Linked DNA regions of Sus scrofa: region 1 is linked to region 2. The links are chromatin contacts, called in public HiChIP or PLAC-seq maps. All regions are on one chromosome and are shown on one strand. Each heading gives the region's core, a stretch centred on a gene start, on an enhancer-like site or on the middle of the called end of the contact. The rest is flanking DNA. Distances are from core to core; before and after follow the strand shown.

Evidence for each region. HiChIP or PLAC-seq counts read pairs in DNA pulled down with a chosen protein or histone mark.
Region 1: an H3K27ac HiChIP or PLAC-seq map of skeletal muscle shows a contact between it and region 2. The contact joins two enhancer-like sites. A contact is called at or near these places in 5 of 47 Hi-C or Micro-C datasets (brain, embryonic fibroblasts, skeletal muscle and 1 more) and 1 of 2 datasets of contacts at active chromatin or transcription factors (skeletal muscle).

Annotation. Positions count from the first base shown.
Region 1 is chr2:105,058,695-105,064,093 of Sscrofa11.1, forward strand. The region is part of intron 5 of RGMB (RGM domain family member B); the gene reads left to right. Among named protein-coding and RNA genes, the nearest start is that of RGMB, 19 kb to the left of the region's middle. Within about 2 kb of position 1,942, at least 31 of the 83 cell types and tissues checked have an H3K27ac peak or open chromatin away from gene starts, as enhancers often do. A contact at or near this core is called in skeletal muscle, where this site is marked.
Region 2 is chr2:103,890,196-103,895,867 of Sscrofa11.1, forward strand. All of the region lies in intron 1 of LOC106509506 (a long non-coding RNA gene), which reads left to right. Among named protein-coding and RNA genes, the nearest start is that of RIOK2, 69 kb to the left of the region's middle. Within about 2 kb of position 1,951, at least 5 of the 83 cell types and tissues checked have an H3K27ac peak or open chromatin away from gene starts, as enhancers often do. A contact at or near this core is called in skeletal muscle, where this site is marked.

The DNA of each region.
Region 1 (5,399 bases), core at 692-3,191, 1.2 Mb after region 2:
TGGCTCAGGTCACTACTGTGGCAAGGGTTTGATTCCAGGCCCAGGATCTTCCACATGCTGAGGGCATAGCCAAAAAAAGGAAAACACTTTTTAGAAGAGCAGAAATAAGCTATAATTCTAGGTGATAGTGTTTCTATTTGTCCCTTTCTGTTTCCTGCATAGCTCTTGTTTGTCCTGGATTACAAGGTCTTAGGCCTAGGAACAGTTCAACTTTGCTTTATATAGTTTCAGCATATTGCTTGAAGGTAAAAGGATTTCTAAGTATATGTGGGCAGAGAAAGCAGAAAAAGGAGGAGAAATTATTAGTTCTACGATATATCTGTAAGTGTGAAAGATCATTTTATGAGATAGAAATGGGCCTACCTTGGTTATTGATGCTGTACTTCCCAAACAAGGTACACCTTTATATTGTCCATAGACATTTGAATACTCTGGATAATAAGTCTTTTGCCATCCTTCTAGTCTCTGGAATGAGGAAATGTGGAAGATATTAGTGGAGACCATCTAAAAATGTATAAATGTATTTTATACATGTCTGGATATTTTCTGCGTTTTATATTTTGCATCTCTCTGACTGTGCCACTCTCTCTGACCCACATGTGGTTTGGAAGGATGAAGGGGACCTTCAAAATCCCCCATTTGTAAATGAAATTAACCCACACCTGCCAGGCAGGATTCCATGTGGGTGCTGTGGGCCTCTGCTACTTTAAAGCAAATCCACACTCCTCCTTAGTTTAAACCAGAGGCAGGAGGCCAAGTCAGATACACAGCTGAGAGTTAGAACTTGTTTTCCTGTCACATTTCCAAATGTCTCTCTCTGCCCTGTTAAATTTTCTTTGAGTCAACATTTTGAGAGGAAGGGGCACGAAGGAAACATTGGGTGGTTGGTCCTTTGTTTTGTTGGCTTCAATTAATGCAAAGCAAACAGTTTCTACCTGTGTGGAATGTGTGGTGGCGTGTAAAAAGAGTTACCTATGGTGTTGAACAATGAAAAAGGCTACCTTACCCATTTTGTCTTTGTTTGTTTTGACTGCAGTAGAACTTGCTCTTCCACTGTTCTGAATTTTGTGGGTGGGGTAACTTTAGGACAGCTTAAACTGCTCAACTTGTCAGTAAGTGATAACTAACAAGGATAGCAACACACAACTAAGATACAAAATTTAAAGAACACCCTTGCAGTGAAAACAATGCTGCTGAGTTTAGAAGGAACTTCAGATGAAATTGAGTCTGTGGAGAGAGGAGTTCTGTACGTCCCAGTTAGCTGGTTATTTTAGGGGTTAGAGCCTATTTCTGCTGGGGTTCTTTCAGTGTTGAAACAAAGTCTGTACACTGGAGATAGAATTGATGTGATAGCATTTTAAACACTAACCTCTCATCTGCTCTGCATATGCTCCTGAGATTGGGGGTCAGGGTATAATTTCCATTTAAATGTGTGTGTGAGTACAAACATACGCACGCACTTGTGTGTTTATGTGATGTCTGTGTCTTCCCCTCGCCCTGTCTCAGGAAAGTGAAGACAGAAGGACATTGTTTCGTAGATTTCTGGTTAACTGGCCTCTTGGAATATATGGTCACTGTCTCTAACTGCCTCGTTCCTGAGTGGGCTTTCCTTTTTTTTTTTTTTTTTTTTTTTTAATAGTCCTGGGAACTTGACTTAAAAGTAACAGAGGGTGAGTGTATGGTGAAGACCTTCAAGCCCTTTTGCTTTTCAAACCACCACCCCAAACTGAAAAATGATCAAAGAGGCTCTGAGTTCCTAATCCCCATTGGTTTGGGAAACAGCTGCGCTGAACCTAGGCCCAGAGCCTTTGCCAGAGGTCCCGCTAGAGCCTGAGAATCTGTGGCGCTGCGCCCACCCCCCACCCCCCCACCTCCTCGCTATTTCAGGAAGATCCCTGAAAGCAGGACCTGCTAGGGCAGATTCCTGCCCTAGAGTTACTGCCTCCAGCCCTGGCTCTCACCTTTCAGAGTATTTTTAGCCTCTGGTCTAAAGCACAGTGGCAGCCTAGGCCTGTAATACTGTCCATACATGCTTAACGTGACATGTAGAAGCATAGAGAGTTCCTACATTTGCTGGCCTCCTCATAATGCAAAGTCTAAACACAACAAACCGACAGGAATTTCCCTTTGGAGTTCTCTGAGGGCAAAGACTGTGAGGACCAAAGGCCTTTCCTCCCCCAACTCAGCCCAGTGTCGTCGTAGCTCTGGTCTGTACAGGGAAGCTGGCCGATTTCCCTGTTTCTGAGCCTATTTATGCTTCCAGCCCTCCTTATTTGAAGTGTACAGAGATTGCCCTTTGGAAGTCGACATTTTTTTGCCAGTCCCTTTTAGGTGTCATCCCTGGGCCTGCTTTCCTTCTTCTCTCACATGCTCTTTCCAGCCGCTGAGCCCCATGCTTCTCCCCTGGACCACCCTAGCAGCCTCAGCTGTGGGTGTCTTTCCCCTCTAGTTTGGTTTTTTCTTTCTCCACCTGCTGCCAAGAACCCCTCCAGCAGCCAAGGCAGCCCTTGTTCCTGCATGTATTACCTAGGGCAACACTGAGGAATAAGTAAGTCTGATCCATTCCATTTCTCTGGAATCTTGTCCGTGCTCCTAGAACAGAGCTCTGTGTAAAGAAACTCATGAGGGTAGAGAAACCTATTTCAATAATCTCTTTAGTAGATTTTTATAGTCGCCTTCAAGCCCTAAAAGAAGTCTGGAGTAAGATTTTCAACCTGCCACCCTCCTCTTAAACACACGGATTACTCTCTTTCTGGTAGTGTCTTGTCCTAGTCCAATGAAATTATTTAAGGAAACAGTTTTGTAGGAAAGTATTTTGTAGTATTAAGTTCAGACTTCCTGTAGGGAGACAGCTGATATGTAGGCTGAGTAGTGATTGTAAAATTACATTCAGTTCATTGAGTTCACACCTTCCTGTCAATTTTTTTTCTTAGTGTTTTAGGAAAATTATCAATGGCATCAGTTATTAACCTGTCCCACATTTTTTCCTTAAATGTGGTACTCGCCAAGTTTTTGCATGAAATCGTTCAAACAGAAAATTACTCTAGACGAGTATTCTTTTGTTTCCTGCTCCACAAAAGGGAGAGCAATCCAGAGGTCTCCTTGTGCAGGAAACATACAATCCTGGTTTCCCTGGGGGGAGCAGGTGGGGTGAGGGGGTGCAGGGAAAACTCTGGAAGGCAGGTAGTTGTCTTCAAGGACCTCCGCTTCCTTCCTTCCCATGCTTCAGAGCTTCCCAGGCTCAGACTTCTCAACGTTTAGAAAAATTGACCCTCTTAAGTTAAGATTAGGTGTTTTAGAGCTGGAAATACAACATGTGTATTTTTTTTATTTGAAGCACATGTTCCTGCTGGAATGGTTTCTTTTTTGCTCAGTCTCGAGGACTGAGCACAGAGGCTGTAGGCCACTGAGCTGTGTAAGAGCAAAGGGGCCATGGGCACGGCATTCTCTTAACTCTCCCACAGCCGCCTGTTATTTCAAGCTGTAATTGCACCCAGAGGATTTGAGGAAGTAGACAGACATATCAGTCAGTTATATGAAATAAAATTCATTTTAGCTTCCTTTAACACAAGTAGAATTTTAACTAGGTATGTGTCAGTTGTGTTTCCCTATGTCTCAGGCTGATTTCTGTGACTCAGTTTGGTTTGCTGGCCCATCTTAATCCGAAAGATGGAGTCTCTTGATCTAAATGTTCAGTTCTTTTTTTTTTTTGTCTTTTTGGGCCGCACTCAGGGCATATGGAGGTTCTCAGGCTAGGGGTCAAATCAGAGCTACAGCTGCTGGCCTACACCACAGCCACAGCAATGCCAGGTCCCAAGCCGCCTCTGTGACCTACACCATAGCTCATGGCGGTACTGGATCCTTCACCTACTAAGCGAGGCCAGGGATTGAACCCACATTATGGTTACTAGTTGGGTTCATTACCACTGAGCCACAATGGGAACTCCTAAAAGTTCAGTTTTGACATATATTTTTTTCTTTTTATGGAGGCAACTGCAGCATATGGAAGTTCCGAGGCTAGGGGTCAAATCAGAGTTGCAGCTGAGGCCTACACCGCAAACATGGCCACAGCAACCCTGGATCCAAGCCACATCTGTAACATATGCCTCAGCTTGCAGCAATCTTTAACCCACAAGCAAGGCCAGGGATCTAACCCTCATCCTCATTGACACTATGTCCAGTTCTTAACCCACTAAGCCACAAAGGGAACTCCCAATTCTGATATTTGAGGATTTCAGTAAGGTTCTGTACTTGCACTGCCAAATGGCCTGATTAAATACCAAAAAAAAATGTTTCTTCCAAAATACAATAAACACACATAGTTAAATACACAGCCGTTGGGGAATTCTGCTGTTCGAAAATCTATGCACAGCACTTTGCAAGGCTATCAAGCCTGGGGAAGCTCTGTCTGTACATTGGCAAGGCAGTGCCTGGTTCTTCTTTTTGTTGCCTGCCTCATTTTGAAATTAAATTTTTTTTTTTTTCCTGTTGGGAAGTAGAGGCAGGTGCCTCTAAATGTTGATATTGCATAGCAGACCTTAAATCCTTACTGCCTTTCACATGTGGAAAGGTTGATTTCTAGCCACTATCTTTCTCTCCCTACAAGACCCTGTGGGTGGTAATGTTTCAGGGAGTGAAACATTAAAAATGAATGAGGAGATTGGAGTAGTTTGTCCAAGGTGGGGGTTGGAAGGGCTGGGTGGAGGAGGTTTAACAAAAGGCATTGATGTTTTAAATGCACAGAAATGCCATCCATCAATAATAAATGGTGTGGCATAGAACAGATGTGCCAAATTGAATTATTACAGCATATGGATCAGTTCATAGAAGGGGAAAAGTAAGCAGCATAGCTGGTGTTTTTTAATTATCTGTTCGAGAGCTTTAGAATATAATTTTAAATGCCCTGTTTCTACCCTCTGATAGCTGGTGGTTGGAAATATGAAACATAGGGAATTTCCAAAAACTCTGATTAAATTTTGAATGTTTTTAAAGTAAAGATTATTGAGTGTATATATTATACACTCATATATATATATATATACACTTTTATATATATACATGTATATATATACACACACTCTTTTATATTTCTTTTTTCTTTTTTTTTTTTCCTGAAGAGGAAGACAGAATCTAAAAATGAATTTCTGGCCCTTCATGGCTGAATGCTTGCTTTTTAAAACCTCAACTGGTAATTGTGTGAGGAATGAAATTACATTACAAGACTTAAGTCATGTGAAACTATTACCCTGTGTTTTTTTCTACGTCGTACATTGATTCTGTCTCTAGGTACCTCTTCCGTACTTACTTAAGCTACAGAGGCCACTCAGGAAACCTCTCCCTCGCCTGGAGATTGATTCATTACTCTCCACATTTTGATTCAAGAACTCGCTCTGTACCTA
Region 2 (5,672 bases), core at 701-3,200:
ATATGTTGACTTTGTGGTCATTGACTTAGTCATCTATTGTTACTCTAACAAATTATCACAGATTTAGTAAGCTTATTATCTTATAGTTTGGGAGTCAGAAGTCCTAAAATCAAGGAGTCAGGAGGATTGCATTCTTTCTGGAAGTTTTGGGGAAGAATTCACTTTCTTGCCTTTTTCACAATCCAAAGGTCACCTGCATCCCTTCGCTTGCATCCCCTTCTTTATATCACTCCAGCCCCTGCATCTCTCTAATTGCTCTTTCTCCCTCCAGCCTTCTCCTTCTGTCTCCCTCTTATAAGAACCCTTGTAATTATATAAACCAGTGCAGATAATTGAGAATAATTTTACCATCCCAAGTTCTTTAATCACATCTGCAAAGTCCCTTTCGACATGTAACATTTATAGGTTTCTAGGGTTAAGGACATGGACATTTTTGCAGGGCCATTATTCTGTCTACCACTGATGCATAATTCCATGAAGTATAAAACTTCTAGTCTCTACTTTAAAGTATCTAATGGTAAATCACCTTAATCATTAGGAACCAAACAGTCTTTCTTACAGATTTTTTCAAAATGGTTTTTATTTGTTTCCATTATAACCAGTTTACAGTGCTCTGTCAATTTTTTGGCATTGCTCCTACAGATTTTGTAAAGGAGCATCAATTGCTAAAAATTACACATGGAAATGTAATTATAGAATATGTTTACTGTATGTTTCTTCATTTTTTCTTACAATTGCTTTTATTTTTTCCCTAGTTTTCCCATTTATGGTTTTTAAAAATCTCAGTGTATATATGCTATATATGTCTTTATGCCTTACCTCAGCTCTTCTTTGGAATTAAGTCATGTATACATAAGTAAGAAAACATTTCCTGTTAGTACTTTTTTTTTTAATGGATGCACCCATGGCATATGGAAGTTCTTGGGCCAGGGACTGAATCCGAGCTGCAGCTGTGACCTACACTGCAGCTGTGGCAGCATCAGATCCTTTGACACAGGGCAGTGGGCCAGGGATCAAATCTTTGGCCTTCTCAGTGTCCTGAGCCACTGCAGTTGGATCTTAACCAACTGTGCCACAGTGGGAACTCCCTGTTAGTACTTCAGAGTAATGTTTTTTGAGGAAGCATATAGAAACTTTGTCCTTGCAACTTTCCTGATTTGGTTAGAATGACATTATAATACTTTGAGTTGGAGTTCCTCTTAGAGAAGATTTAAATATCTATTGGAATTTACCATAATTTCTCTTACTCTGAAAAGTAATGAAAATATGAAAAGACTTATTTTGCTACTGGGTTCTATTTTATATTTTAAAGGAAGAGAAGAACTTCTGTAGGATCACTAAAGGCAGAGGTTTCTTATTTGACTCAAAATATTCAGATTCACTAAAAAAAAAATGATACCGATGAACTTATTTACAAAACAGAAACAGAATTATAGACATGGAAAACCAATTTATGGTTACCAAAGGGGGGGAGGTGTGGGGAGAGAGAAATTAGGAATTTGGGATTAACAGATACATACTACTATATATAAAACAGATAAACAACAAGGACCTAGTGTATTGCACAGGGAGCTATATTCAGTGTCTTATAATAATCTATAATGGAAAAGACTCTGAAAGGGAATATATGTATACTGTAATATTCATGCGAAATTTCGCTCTTCTTTACAGTTTTCCTCTGGTGCCAGAGAGTCCAAAACTACCTTGAGGAAGGAAGCATTTTACTTCCCTTGCCCTCCTCCCAGTTTTCTATTTAAATTCTGCTGCTGCCAAGTTTGAGTGGAAAATCATTCCATTGCCAGTTGGCAACTTACATGACTCTTGGCCAAGAAAGCTATTTAAGCAGCTTTGAAATCTGCTTAGATTTTCGGAGCTGTGTGTGTGGTGTAACACCGGTGCTCCTGGAAAACACTGGGCAGCATGCCATTCTCCCTGACATGCTCTCAAATATGACATAAGTTCCATGTCATGGATACTAGCATAACAGAAGAGCCCAGAGGAGAGTCTCAGCTCCATCTTGTGAGCTTCCTGCTATAAATCTGAGGGGGTACTATTACTACTATTATTAGTATACATTAAATGAGTGCTAACTATTGCTAGGAATTGTGCTAAGCTTTTAAGTGCCTTTTCCATTTAATCCTCACAATAGCCCTCTGAGTTACTGCTGTTATCCCCAATTTATGGATGGAGAAGCTATGACTTAAGAAGTTAAGCCTTTTGCACAAGATCACAAGGGTTTTCAGAATGGTGGTTAAAACATTTGTATGTTTGACTTTAAAGCCCACAGTGTTAACCTTTATGCTGTGACTTCTATGTAAGAGTTTGTATATGTACAGGGAGCCAGGTATATTGTTGCTAAGACTTGGCTCATATTTTTTAAAATGTATATTTTTCTGATATAAAAATAATATGTAGGGATTATCTCTCTCTTTTTTGAAAATAAAAAAACAAAACCTGTCACTTAATATTGTTTTTCCGTCTGCTATCAACTAGAGTTTGCCTTGACATTCTGAAAAGAAATACAGCTCTAATATTACCTTGAGATTTATGCGGCATCATTGGTGCATAGCATTAGGGGGAAAAAGAATAACTTTAAATCATTTTGATGGGAAGCAGCATAACAGGCAGATGTAATGATGCTAGGAGTGAGGAAATGGATCTTATACTCTGGTTCAACTTTGACTCATAACTTTCAGAGGGCTACTCAGCATTTTTAATAGTTTTGATATCTTTTCCTTGAAATTAAGTTAGACATAAATATAATGTTAGGATTAAGTGTAGGTGATTTGAATTGTCTTTCTAAGTAGCTTGGCCAGCAACTAAATTCTAGACTCATAACATCTAAGTAGGTCATGTGTGCCACAGAAGCTGAACTTACTCAAGGAAAGGGAAAAGATATTCCTTCTCACACAGGGAATAAAGAAGCCCTGGCCTGCCCATATTGTCCACAAATCTTCAGCCTATGCCTCTCTCATGCCTGACTTGGCCCTTATTTTGACTTGAGAGTCCTGCTTTGTGTTTGGTTTTCATTTTGGCTCTTTTTCCAATCCATTCAGCCAACTTGGATGTGTGCTTAGACCATGTTTGTTACACTTCTCACCCTTGCCCATCACTCTGATTTTGGGTGTTGCCCTGAGCTTTTCATGGGCTTAACTGCATATGCCATTGCAAGCACATGTCAGGCATTCCAGCTCTTGTTGCGGTGAGCTGCTCTTAACCCAGGCTAAGTGTCGTCTGAAAGAGTCTAGTGCTCGGTGCCTAAAAAGTTACTATAACAAAAGTGTTTAAAAATATTATTTAAGATTTGGAGTTCCTATTATGGCTTAGCGGGTTGAGGACCTAATGTTGTCTCTGTGAGTATGAAGGTTTGATCCCAGCCTCACTCAGTGGGTTAAGGATCTGGTATTGCTGCAAGCTGTGGTGTAGGTTGAAAATGTGGCTTGAATCTGGTTGTTGCTATGGCTGTGGTGTGGCCTTCAGCAGAAGCTCTGATTCAACCCCTAGTCTAAGAACTTCCATATGCCTCAAGTGAGGCCATAAAAAAAATATATATGATATACACACACACACACATATATTATTTAAGATTCAAAAAAACCCTCTATATTTAATTGTAGAATAATACTTATTTACATAATACTTTTTAAAAAGAATTTGAACCTGCTATATTTATTTAATTTCCTCCTTTCTTCCTATTTTCTTTCCTTCCTTTCTTGTTTCTAGAAATTTCTAGAAACTTTGATTAAAAAAGTAATACTTTCATGTATCATAGTTGTTATAAGACTGTTTATATTAAAATTTTTTTTAAAGGCAAACTATAGGAGAGTGTGAGAGATATCTCATAATGGCTGCTCCCAAACTTCTTACATTGTTGAGGTTCAGTCAAAACTATAAATATTTAAAAGAAAAAAATCCTAGTTTGCTTTATTTTATTCTTACATTTTTATACTTATAAATATTTATAACTAAGAATTCACAGTGTATGATGCTATTTATTTTATAAGTTTTTAACTATATGAAGGGCATTGAAACTGCATTTGAAAGCATTAATTTAAAGAAAGATTGAGGTAAAAAGTGGAAAATACTTATAAACCTGCCAGCTATTTTATTTCATTAACTTATTTATTTATTTAATTTTCTTTTTAGGGCTGCTCTTGTGGCATATGGAAGTTCCTGGGCCAGGAGTTGAATCAGAGCTGTAGCTGCAGGCATATACCACAGCCACAGCAATACCAGATCTGAGCAGTATCTGCGAACTGTGCTGCCGTTTTCAGCAACACTGGATCCTTAACCCACTGAGTGAGGGTAGGGTTCGACACTGTGTTGTGTTCCTAACCCGCTGAGCCACAATGGGAACTCCCCTGCCAACTATTTTATATTTTTTTCAGGCAAAGTGTTTTGTTTTGTTTTTACAAGTTTGACATATGTTTTCTATTTTTTGATGTATCCTTTAAAACTGAACATATTAATGACTAGAACATTCCATTAAGTTAGTTTAACCTGTTATTTGTTCTTTGATTGTAGAATGTCATTTACTCACTAAATAATTTGTGTAAGTACATTATTTATTAGTACCATGGTTATCAGGCAGCAACTATAAATAAGGTAAATAGGGTAATAAGGTAAATAATAAATGTAAATAAATAAGCTAAACTTAGTTTCTTGCCTTGTGCTTTGAGTTTATAAGTAATTGTAATACACAGTGAAAAGTGTCATGACAGGGAAACTGTAGTGTTTTGTGGCTTCCGTAGAAGAGGAGCAGAGTCTAAATGGTTTGGGCATGGAAGGAGAAGAGAAGGTTATAAAATATCACAGAGCAAGCGTTCTTTTAAACCGAGTCCCCAGGTGTGAATAGGACTTAGCTAGACAAAGCAGATGTGTGAGTGTGCCTGGCAGAGCAGGACTGAAGAGCATCTTGACTCTAAGGTAAGAAAGAACATGGCATCACATAGTGAAGAAAAACCCCACAGGGCTGGAGGATAAAGGACAAGAGAATAATTTGAGCACTGAGGAAAACTGAAAGAGAGAAATGCATAGAATCCAGGAAATACTATCTCAAAATTCAAAAAATCAGGGACTTTGTAGCAGGCCAAGGGAGAAACTCAGCCACATTGAAGCAGAAAAATAGAAAAGTATCTCTAGTAGGAAACTAAACTTTATGTAAAAACCGACGAACTGAAAGGAAGGCAAGATTGATGTGATGATATAATGAAGGTTTGTAGTTCCCCCATCTCTCTCTCTTTTTTTTTTTTTTAAGAAAAATGAAAAGTATTCAGAAACTCTAGGAAAAGAAGAAAAAAACCAAACAAAAAACAAAACCCAACAGCTGAACAATTAAGCCACACTTCACATAATGAAGGTAATTAAAAATATGGCTTGATTTTAAGCACTTGATATAAGAAAAGAAAATCCATTTTACTGTGATGCTAGAAACACGTTCTTTGAAAGTGCCAGAAGTAGTTACATTGGCTCTATTGAATAGCTAACAAGGTAACTGATGGAAGAGCTAAGAATAACAATATAGTTACCAATGTTTGGGACACAGGAAGGGAGAAGCTTTGTGTAAGTGAGCCCAGGCCTTGTCTTTCATAGCAGAGAGTCAGTGGATGGCATCTCAAACTGTAAATCAAGAAAGAGAGAGATGTAAATATTATTTAGAATTGTGGGATTCA